3 separate regions of the Pelodiscus sinensis genome follow, and all the other regions are linked to region 2. A link is a contact called in public Hi-C data. All regions are on one chromosome and are shown on one strand. The core of a region is the stretch at or near the end of the contact, and the rest is flanking DNA. Distances in the headings are between cores, read along the strand shown. Region 1 holds the start of WDR82 (WD repeat domain 82). Region 2 holds the start of POC1A (POC1 centriolar protein A). Region 3 holds the start of DUSP7 (dual specificity phosphatase 7).

Region 1 (3,162 bases), core at 234-2,733, 240 kb before region 2:
GTGATTTCCACCCCATTTTTACATACAAAAGCTTATGTCCAAATAAATCTATTAGTCTTTAAAGTGCCACAGGACTTATTTTATTTGCATCATGATTGTGATAGCAGTCTTGGAAGTACTAGAGGCTTTGTTCAAAGTCCACAGTGGGTTTTAGATCAGACCCTAGGAAAGAGACAAACACTGTCTTTTCTGTAAAGGAGAAGGAAGGAAAATAGAGTGAATAAGTGTAAAGATCACAGAGCGATACTAGTCCAGAATATTTTCTCTATATAAATCAATTATAGGGAACATCCTACCCTCTGAAGAAACTTCCCGCTGCAGACTTGCCAGCTTTCAACATAGTGGCTGGAAATGACATCATGCCAGTAGTTTGATGCCTCTTCTTTCCTTTGCATGTTTTCCTTAGGTAAACAAGAATTACATCAGTTTGAAGTCCCCTCCCTTACTTTAAACAGTTAGTAGGAAAATAATAGCAGACTGATATGTCTGAAATGTAACAAATTAGTAGGAATGGAGCCCCAATGTAATTAGGGTAGATCACAAATTAAACTGAGCAGTGATTTAAATAAGAAGTGCAACTCCCTGTCCTTTTCAGTTGTAGATCTCAGAGTACTTCATGAAGGTGAATTGCTATCATTAAGCCCTTTTTACAGAGGAGGAAACTAGGCTACAGAAATGGCCACTTTTTTCCTAAAGAAGGGTGCCTGTATGTTTGGACCCTGACTTCAGACCCCAGGGCAATACTTTCTAGAAGTGCTTAAATGCCTGCAGCTCCCACTGATTTCACGTAGGCTCCCTGATACCAGTAGCAACCTCTGAATATGGAGGCCTGTGACTCTTCCAAGGCAGCGAACCAGCCTGCCTCCTGAGCTCCAGAGACAAGGTGGCTGAAGTACTATCCTCTGTTGGACCAACAGCCCTGCTGGTGAGAGAGACGGGAACCTTGTTGGAGGAGGCTGCAAGGTTCCCGTGTTGAGAGCCAAGAGCCCGGTGTCCAGGCTTGCAGGTTAGTGGCCAGCTTTAGGGCTGCATTAGTACTGAGGAGAGGGCAGGTTAGTGGCCCAGGGAATAGGGCGGGAAGGGAGCTCAGTGACGCGGGCCTAGCTACTGCTGTACGACCCTGGGCCATTCCTCGCAGGCGGCCTCTCCTCTAGCGTAGCTTCCCCACGGAGGGGCTACTGCAGCCATCACACGTCTGTCCCGCCCCGGGGAGGGGGGAGAAGTAGGGCTCCCGCCACACACAAAATGGCCGCCGGGGCCAGCCGGAGGTGGATGACGTCCCCGTCCGGAGTCCCACAATGCACTGCTGGTCCAAGTCCCCATCCCGAGGCCCCCCGCCTGTCGGCATCCCACAATGCACTGCTCCCTCCAGCCCTCCCGCCTCGCCAATCCCACAATGCGCTGCTCCTCCGCTCTCCTCTCCTCCGCTGTCTCACAAGCCCCCCTCCTCCCCACAATGCACCGCTGCCGCCCCCTCCTCCCCCCGCGGTGTCCCTGTAGCAGGAAGATGGCGGACACAATGAGCAGGAGCCGCCTCTCCGCAGCCTGAGCCGGCCCCGCCTGAGGGCGCTGCCCGCCCGCCCGCGCCGAAGCCGCCTGCCCCAGTCTCGCGTGCTCCAGGCCCCCGCCCGCCTCCCCTTCGCCGCCGCTTCCCGGGCCCCAGGCCGCCGCCCGGCTCCCTCGCTCCCCGGCGTCCTCCGTGCCCGGCTCCCGCTGGGCCCCGGCCCGGCTCCCTCAGGCCCCGCTCGCGCCCGCCGCCCCTCCCCCGCGGCATGAAGCTAACGGACAACGTGCTGCGGAGCTTCCGCGTGGCCAAGGTCTTCCGCGAGAACTCGGACAAGATCAACTGCTTCGACTTCAGCCCCAACGGCGAGACCGTCATCTCCAGCAGCGACGACGACTCCATCGTGCTCTACGACTGCCAGGAGGGCAAGTGAGTGGCGGGGCGGGCCGCCGGGGGCAGGTCGGGGAGGGGGCGGCCTGTGGGGGAGGGGGGGCATCTGCGGGAGCCTCCTCCCGTGCAGGTAGGTGATATTTGAGCTGCCCGGAGAGCTGCTTCCCGGGGGCTGGGCGAGGGCAGCAGGAGGGATCGGTCCCCGGGGAATATCCGCCTGGCCAGGTGAGGGAGAAAAGGCGGGCTCAGGAAGGCCGAAGAATAGCTCTGGCTGAGCGCTAAAGCTGCCAGCTAATGGTTGATGCGAAAGACTAGGAGGCGGGGAAGGCAACCACCTGAGTGTGCAGAGACGAGTCCCCTGCGATGCTGATGCTCAAGTTGTTCCCCAGGTAGAAGCTGCTGAGTGAAACTGGCATCCTGTTGGGTTCGCTTTTCTTCTGGCACCAAGGCCGTTGGTCGCAAAAGTGAAGGTGGCAAGAGATTCGGATGTGTTTGGCTGTGCTGCTGTGGGGCAGAGCTCTGAGCAGTAGTTGAAAACGTTGTAATTGTGTGTCTGCAGCCTAGGGAACCCTCTCTGCTTTTTATCTAACGAGCATATAAAACTGAAAAGTTAGAATAATTCGGATTTGCAAATGGAGCGTCAACAGCAGGGAGAACAAGGTTATTTTTATTAGATTTTGCCTTACATTGTGAAAGGGCACTGGAGTCCATCTACACTAAAACTTTCAGTGTTACTGCCAGCAGTGGAGACGAAAGTGTGGAGGTTCACAGCTTCTAAATGTAGCATTGTAGTTAAGAAGTCTTTTGCTTCATGTTTGGATGGTTACTATTTTTACAACTATGAGGCTAGAATTTTGTTTAAAGAGATAGCGATGCAGCCGTGTTAGTCTGGTGTAGCTGAAACAAAAGACAGAACTATGTAGCACTTTAAAGACTAACAAGATGGTTTATTAGGTGATGAGATTTCCTGGGCCAGACCCACTTCCTCATTCATGCTTAAATTTGACAGTTTATGTATGGGTTTAAACAAATACTCTAATTATCTCACCCATTACAAAGATAGCTTCCCTAATTATCACTCCTAATGTCATTACCTCACAGAAACTTCCCCTATTATCACCCCTATGTCACTACCTCACAGAAACTTACCTTCCACCCTCACCCCCATTCTGTTCTAAAATTTGATTTGTCAATTTCACATGCGTTCACTTTTTTTATTGTATCACTTTGGTATATATGGTTGTGCTGATTTTCTTCCACATATTGAT
Region 2 (3,378 bases), core at 698-3,197:
CTGGACTATGGATGGTCCTGCCAAAACATGATTCTGGAACCCATTCTGGATGCCCTACTTTTCCATTGGAAGTGTCAAATTTTTTAAACTGAACACATAGGATTTCTGGCTTTGGCAACAGAAATATAAAGGTGGGAAAACAAACAATAGGATCAGATGCCTGTTTACCACCTAAGCTTTCCAGCTTGCGAGAAAAGATTATTACAATTATTGTCAAGGTAAGACACTGCATGTAACAAGTTTCTTTGAGCACTAGGCTTAACTGGTGTGGTTTGTTTTATTTTGCTTAGTAACTTACTTTGATCTGTCTGTTATTAGTATTGCAACCACCTAAATCCTACTTTTTATACTTAATAAAATCACTTTTATAAACAAACCCAGTGTAAATGTTACTGGGGAGGGTTTTGATAATAGCTATGCATCTCGCTCTCATTGATAAAGGGCTTTACACAGAGTAAGACGGATTTATCGGGGGTTCTGGTCCCACTGGGGCTGTGCTCCTGGGTGCTTTGTCAAGTCCCTTTGACCGAACCTTCCCGAACTGAGCTGTTCTCAGTGTCTGTGTTGCTCTGCTGTGGGCTGTGACCCCAACTCTGTGCCATTGCTGGAGTTGACCGGAGGGTCTGGCTCAGCAGCTTAGGAAGGTGGGGCACCCCAAAGGGCAGGTAGGTGGGCTCGTGGGATTTCAACACATCAGGTGACAGTCTCCAGGGGATGTCTTTGACGGAATTCTTCACAGCGGAGATATTTCAAAAGCTCTCATGGTATAAGAAACCAATTTCCTGCCTGCTCTAATGTACTCTTTGAAAGGCTAGGGCCCACCCTATGCACAAAAAGCCCCCTCCTCTCCCATACCTGGGCAATCTTATTTACTTAGGGGCCAACTCACATCAAGTAGTTTAACAATTGATGTTATATATTGATTATATATATTTCTTATTTCTTTTACTAGCTTTTTTTATCATTCTTTGTTACTCTGGATATTTTAGTGGGTTGTTTGAAGTTGGATTTTCCTTCAGTTTGGAGTATTTCAAAATAAAAGGCAAATATCGTAAGGTGAGTTTAAAACAGTCAACATTAGTATTTGTAATAGAATGTGAAACTGTATTATAATGGTTAGCCAGCAGGAGAAGCTATGCATAACATACCTGCAGGCTGCAGGGACATGCTGGCCACAGCTTCCCGCAGCTCCCATTGGCTGGGAATGGTGAACTGCGGCCACTGGGAGTGGGCCTAGAGATGGCCAACGTAAACAAAAGGTCTCACGGTCCAACAGTGGATTACCCCTCAGGTGCTGAAGGTTGCTGACTTCTGACCTATATGTTATTGTTACAGCTGCATTGGTGGCTAAAAAGAGGACAAATGAGTTGTCCTCCAACTATGAGAAGCCTTTCAAATTAGTGATGAATCATGACTAAGGGAAGCTTGCAATGCTGCTGTTCTATACAGAGTGAGCATCAATTTTCTGGGCTGCCCCTCCACCAAGCAACCTTATTATTTTGGGGGACTTAGGGGTAGGCCACAGCATGGCATACAGGCAAGGGAATTAGGAGGTAGTGACAACATGGGGCACAATTAGAGGGAAGCACCAGCTACAGTGGCCCTTGTGGGTACGTGCAGGTATGCAAGCAAATATGAATAGACATTTTTCATCACATTTGTGTACACGTGTGAATTGTGTGTGCAAATAGTGCATGTGTGAAAATGTATAAACACGACTTGCATGTGTAGGAGCACATGCATGTGAATTTTGTACACGTGAGTTGTGAACGGGTGTGCATGTGAATTGTGTCTAAAATGAGGGTGGACGTGTGACACAGCCATGGCCGTTGCACTGTGTGTGTGACTGAGCGCCCGTGAAGTGCAAGTGTGCGAACGTGTGTGCGCGTGAACTGACTGTGAGAGCGAGCGCGCGCGCGGAGCTAGCGCGGCTGTCAGAACGCCGCCGCGGGCGCTCGAGGAGGCCGGGCACCGCGCGCTCCCGCGGACCGGGCCCTCCCGCGCCATGGCCCCGCCCCGGCCCGACGGCCCGCGAGGCCTGGGCCGCTTTTCCCGTCGGAGGCGAAGCGCCAGCCGGCCTCCCCTTTAAGGGCCGGACGCCGTTGCCAAGGCGGCCGGGGAGGCGCGGAAACCGAACCGAGGCCGCCAGAACGACCGGCCCCGCCGCGCGCGCCATGGCCGCCGCCGGCCTGGTAAGGGCCGGGCAGCCCGTCGCGCCGCGCCCTGGGACCGGCCGTTGCGCGGCGCGCGCCTTGCGGGGTCCCTGCCGCCCCCCCCCCCCGCTCGCGCCTCGCCCCGCCCCTTGGCGCCGCGCGGGCCCCGCAGCTCGGGCCCTGCCCCCGCGGGAGCCCCCGTCGCAGTACGCGCAGCGCGGCCCGCCGCTGTTCCGCCCCTCTTGCCCCCCCCCCCCCCCGGTGCGCCTCTGTCCCCTTGCACACGCCAGGCCTGTCCGTGTCTCCCGGCGCGGGGCCTGCCCCCCTGGAAACCTGGCCTGGGTGGGTGGCTGGGGGGGGGGGGGTATTTGTATTGTGCAGCGGTCACCGGTAACGCTTGCCCGTGCTCTTGCCATTCAGGAGGATCCCTCTCTGGAGAGACACTTTAAAGGCCACCGAGATGCCGTCACTAGCGTGGATTTCAGTCTCAATAAGAAGCAACTGGGTAAATTATATTTTTGTGCTCGGAGAGTCCCCCGATAAGTTTCTTCTTTTTGCAGTGTAATTAAAAAAGCCACCGAGTACAAAACAGAAAGAATCACTTGCAGATCACTGAAGAATAACTTCTAGAAATGACATTTTTAAGGGGGTGTGTGTCTATTCCTGACACACACTGAGCACTGAGTGTTGCACTGTCTCACATATTTGTGTGCCTCCCTTTACTCTGAGACCATTGTATGGTAAAGCTTCACTCTTACTTCCTGTGACTAAACTGAGGCTTGTTTTCCATCCACTGCTCATCATGGCTGTGCCCAGAAAGCGCATGATACCTTTGTTAGTCTTTAAAGTGCTACCAGACTATTCTTTTTTTTTTTTTTAAGTTTATTGCACTGGAATTAGTTTTCTTTCCTGAGAACCACATAGAAATTGACAAGATGTCCAGTAAGGCCAACTGTCCTTTTTAGCGCAGCAGAGAATTGCTATGTCTGTTGCAGAGGTGGTGAACAAAGAAATAATATGGTAGAGATGCTCGGTAGCTACATACAAATACAGCAAGGACTAGCATCTTGAAATTCGTAACATGCTTAAGGAAAGGTATTGCTGTCAAAAAGTCATTGAATGGAAATGTATGATTTTTTTCCCCTTTAAAGAAACATGAATAATGGAACGTTCTGTCTGAAATGAGACTACATTAATCCTAAGTCTTTTCCAAGAAAGAGAACTG
Region 3 (2,965 bases), core at 265-2,764, 170 kb after region 2:
AAAGTCATTTTGCTTAGATTACACTTACAGGAAAGTTCAGTATATTAAATATATGCAATAGAATTTTGTATTAATGTGCTTGGCAAAAAGGAAGTAAAAGAGCAGTTTTGAATTGCAGGATTTTGACTTCTAACATTACTCATTTTATCGAATTATTACCATAGACTAGGTTAAATTTGAATCACAAATATGTAAAGCTTCCATTACTCTTTCCGTAACTAATTTGAATTATTTTGTGAGTTTGTGTCAGCAAAAATGTTCTTTGAGCGAAAATGACAGTTGAATAGGTGACTCAATTTTAATTTTGTTAGCAAATATTTTTATGAGTTCTAATCAAATAGTCGTGACTTCTTTCCAATGAAAAACAAAAATAATTATTTAAGCCTTTCACCCAGCATGTTTCAGTGCAAAAAAAAGTAGGGCATTCAGGTAATTTAAGTGGCAGGATTGTTTATGCAAACTTTGGTTTCTGTAGGTGATCGTGAAGTATGACTTTATTTGTGCAAAATAAACACACTCTTCAGAATATGTAATACAATCAGGGCTGACTTATCCATTAGGCACAGTAGGCACAGTGCCTAGGGCCCACGATACTTTTAGGGGCCCACGAAAATGTTTTAATTTCTTTTAAAATCAGAAGAAAAAAAATGAACATTTAGGGTCGAAGAAAGTGTTTAAATTTTTTTCTCACATCAGAAAAAAATGAAACTTTTAGGGCCCATGAAACTCTTTTAAATTTTGCCTAAAAGAGAAAAAAAAATAAAATTTTGAAGTATTTAAAGTTATATCAAAAATAATTTTTTATATATATATATTTTTTTATGGCGGAAGGGGCCCATGAAGGCAAAAGTGCCTAGGGCCCACGAAAGTCATAATGTGGCCCTGAATACAATAGGTTGTTGACAACAGATTATGTCCACTCCAGATTTAGAGGGTCCATCCTATTGCCAGTGAAGTTAATGGGAATTTGGAAATTGACTATGAGAGAAGAACTGGTCTGTATGGGCATGTCTACACAGCAGGGTACAAAGCTGAAGTTGCATAGATGAATTCCACACATCAATTGCATTCAACTGCCCTTCTTACTCATGAAATGAGGGTTACAGAAGTCTGAGTAAGAAGTCCTCCAGCTCACCATTACTTTGAAATAATGGCTTGCTGTGTAGCCACTCTAGTTATTTCAGAATAACATCAGCTATTCCAAAATAAGGCAGCTGTGTAGACATAGCCTATGAAAACAGAACAAATGTGTGTAAAAATATACAGCATGTCTGATCTGTAAGTGGAAGACTTTATACCAAAAATTGAAAGAAAACAGGATCATTCCTCCCATTATTTTTACATTTTGTAAAGTTGATATCCCTGCTGGTGGGTGCTGAGAAGCAAGACACCAGACTCGTCTGGCAAGAGACATGGATTCAAATATAAAAATGTTCTCTCTCAAACTTTACCCTGAAAATGAATTTTTTTGTTCACTCACAAGCACTGTGGCCTGGGTTTAGAAAAGGGTGAGAGGGAGGAGAGGTTTGGGGCAGGATCGGTTTTTTCTCTTGTGGCAGGGGCGGCGTGGAGTCAGACACAGGGCGTCGCACCATGGAATGACAATGACTGTGCCCAGCCAGCAGTAGCTGCAGTGCCTGTGTCTCTCCAACAACCCCCCTCTCCCCCCGGTGTGTGCTCGCTCTTCAGCTTGAGCAAGACGAGAATGAAACCCTGAGCAGCGGGGCTCACAATGAAGGCAAATGACAGGCGGCGCGGCTCCTGCTGCTGCTTTGATCAATTGCAAGGCAGCCCCGGCCCTTGCGCATGCGGCTCATGACATTCAAGTTTCAGCTCTACCTGCGGCTCCATTCACCTCCTCTGAGCCTGCCCCCTTCCCGCGCTTTGCGATTAGCAATCAGATACACCACGTTCCAAACGCCCCGCCCCTCTCCCACCGGATAGGGCCTGTCGCGTTCCATCGCCGCCTACTGGAGCGTCTCATTGACTCAGCGAACCAACGAGGAGGGAGAGGGGAGAGACTTTTTTTTTCTTCAAGCGAAAAAGTCACGTGGTGGCAGCGAGCTTGTCAATCAGGGGCTTAGCTTGTGAAGCTGTTTAAAGGGCTCATTGCCCGGGACGTGGTGTTGTGTGGGCTCAGCGCTGGTGTTGAACTGTGGGTTTAATTTTTGAATCCAGCTACCAATAATGTCCGAGGTTCCTGCCTCCGCCCCCTCGGGGCATTGCAATGCTTCCTCCCTGCCAAGATCAGCGGAATCGGCCAGTGGCAGGGCAGCCAGTCCCTTCATTTGTGCAGGATGTAACCGAGCATGGGTGCTGCTGGTACCTTTAGGACGGCCAGGCTCACATACCGCCCGGCTTCAATAGTAGCCCGATTCAATAGTAGCCTGGGCCCGATTTTCCACTCGCTAGTGTTAATCAGGAGTGACCCCGCACCACTTTAGTTAGACGGGTGTAAACCTAATTTCTAGCGAGCGGTAAATCAGTCGCGCTCTGTCCTGCAGTGGCATAGCGATTGCTGCCCTCGGTCCATCACTTCGGGGTGCTGTAGCACTCCTCTTGCGGCTTCTTAGCTCGGGGGAGGTTTGGAGCCGCGCAGGCTCTGGGATGCGTTGGAGAGAACAAGGGGGCTGAGTTTTGGTTAGAGCGTGCGCAAGGCAAGGGGCAAGGCTGATTATGGCGGTAGAAAGAGGGGACGGCTTCAGGGCATGTCCCAAGAGCCCGAACAACGGGCGAGGTGCAGCAGCCGCCCCGCGAATGACCAGCGATCCCACTACTCTGCCGCGGAGGGGGCTGCGGGCTGTGAGCGCTAGAGTCACCCGAGTAACCGGGCGAGGTGCCCGTTCATCCCTCCCGCCCTTTGGTGGAGCAGCCAGTTTATTTTCCTGTCCGCGCTTAAGGCTGAAAATCTCCTCTTAGGCTCCAGGGGGTCCCCTACTGCCGATCCGCCGCCTCCCGGAGCCCG

What was found. Hi-C and Micro-C count contacts between places; a contact is called where the count stands out from the background.
Region 1: a contact with region 2 is called in a Hi-C map of an unstated tissue, with 6 times the contacts expected there. The contact joins the promoter of WDR82 here to the promoter of POC1A in region 2. A contact is called at or near these places in 3 of 5 Hi-C or Micro-C datasets (liver and an unstated tissue).
Region 3: a contact with region 2 is called in a Hi-C map of blood, with 2.9 times the contacts expected there. The contact joins the promoter of DUSP7 here to the promoter of POC1A in region 2. A contact is called at or near these places in 3 of 5 Hi-C or Micro-C datasets (blood, liver and an unstated tissue).

Annotation. Positions count from the first base shown.
Region 1 is chr11:42,424,888-42,428,049 of ASM4963464v1, reverse strand. WDR82 (WD repeat domain 82) reads left to right here and starts at 1,483. Exons shown (of 9, transcript XM_006127619.3): 1 at 1,483-1,933. The coding sequence starts at 1,773.
Region 2 is chr11:42,187,206-42,190,583 of ASM4963464v1, reverse strand. POC1A (POC1 centriolar protein A) reads left to right here and starts at 1,947. Exons shown (of 13, transcript XR_012906534.1): 1 at 1,947-2,192; 2 at 2,574-2,658.
Region 3 is chr11:42,018,027-42,020,991 of ASM4963464v1, reverse strand. DUSP7 (dual specificity phosphatase 7) reads left to right here and starts at 1,514. Exons shown (of 3, transcript XM_006127639.2): 1 at 1,514-2,965.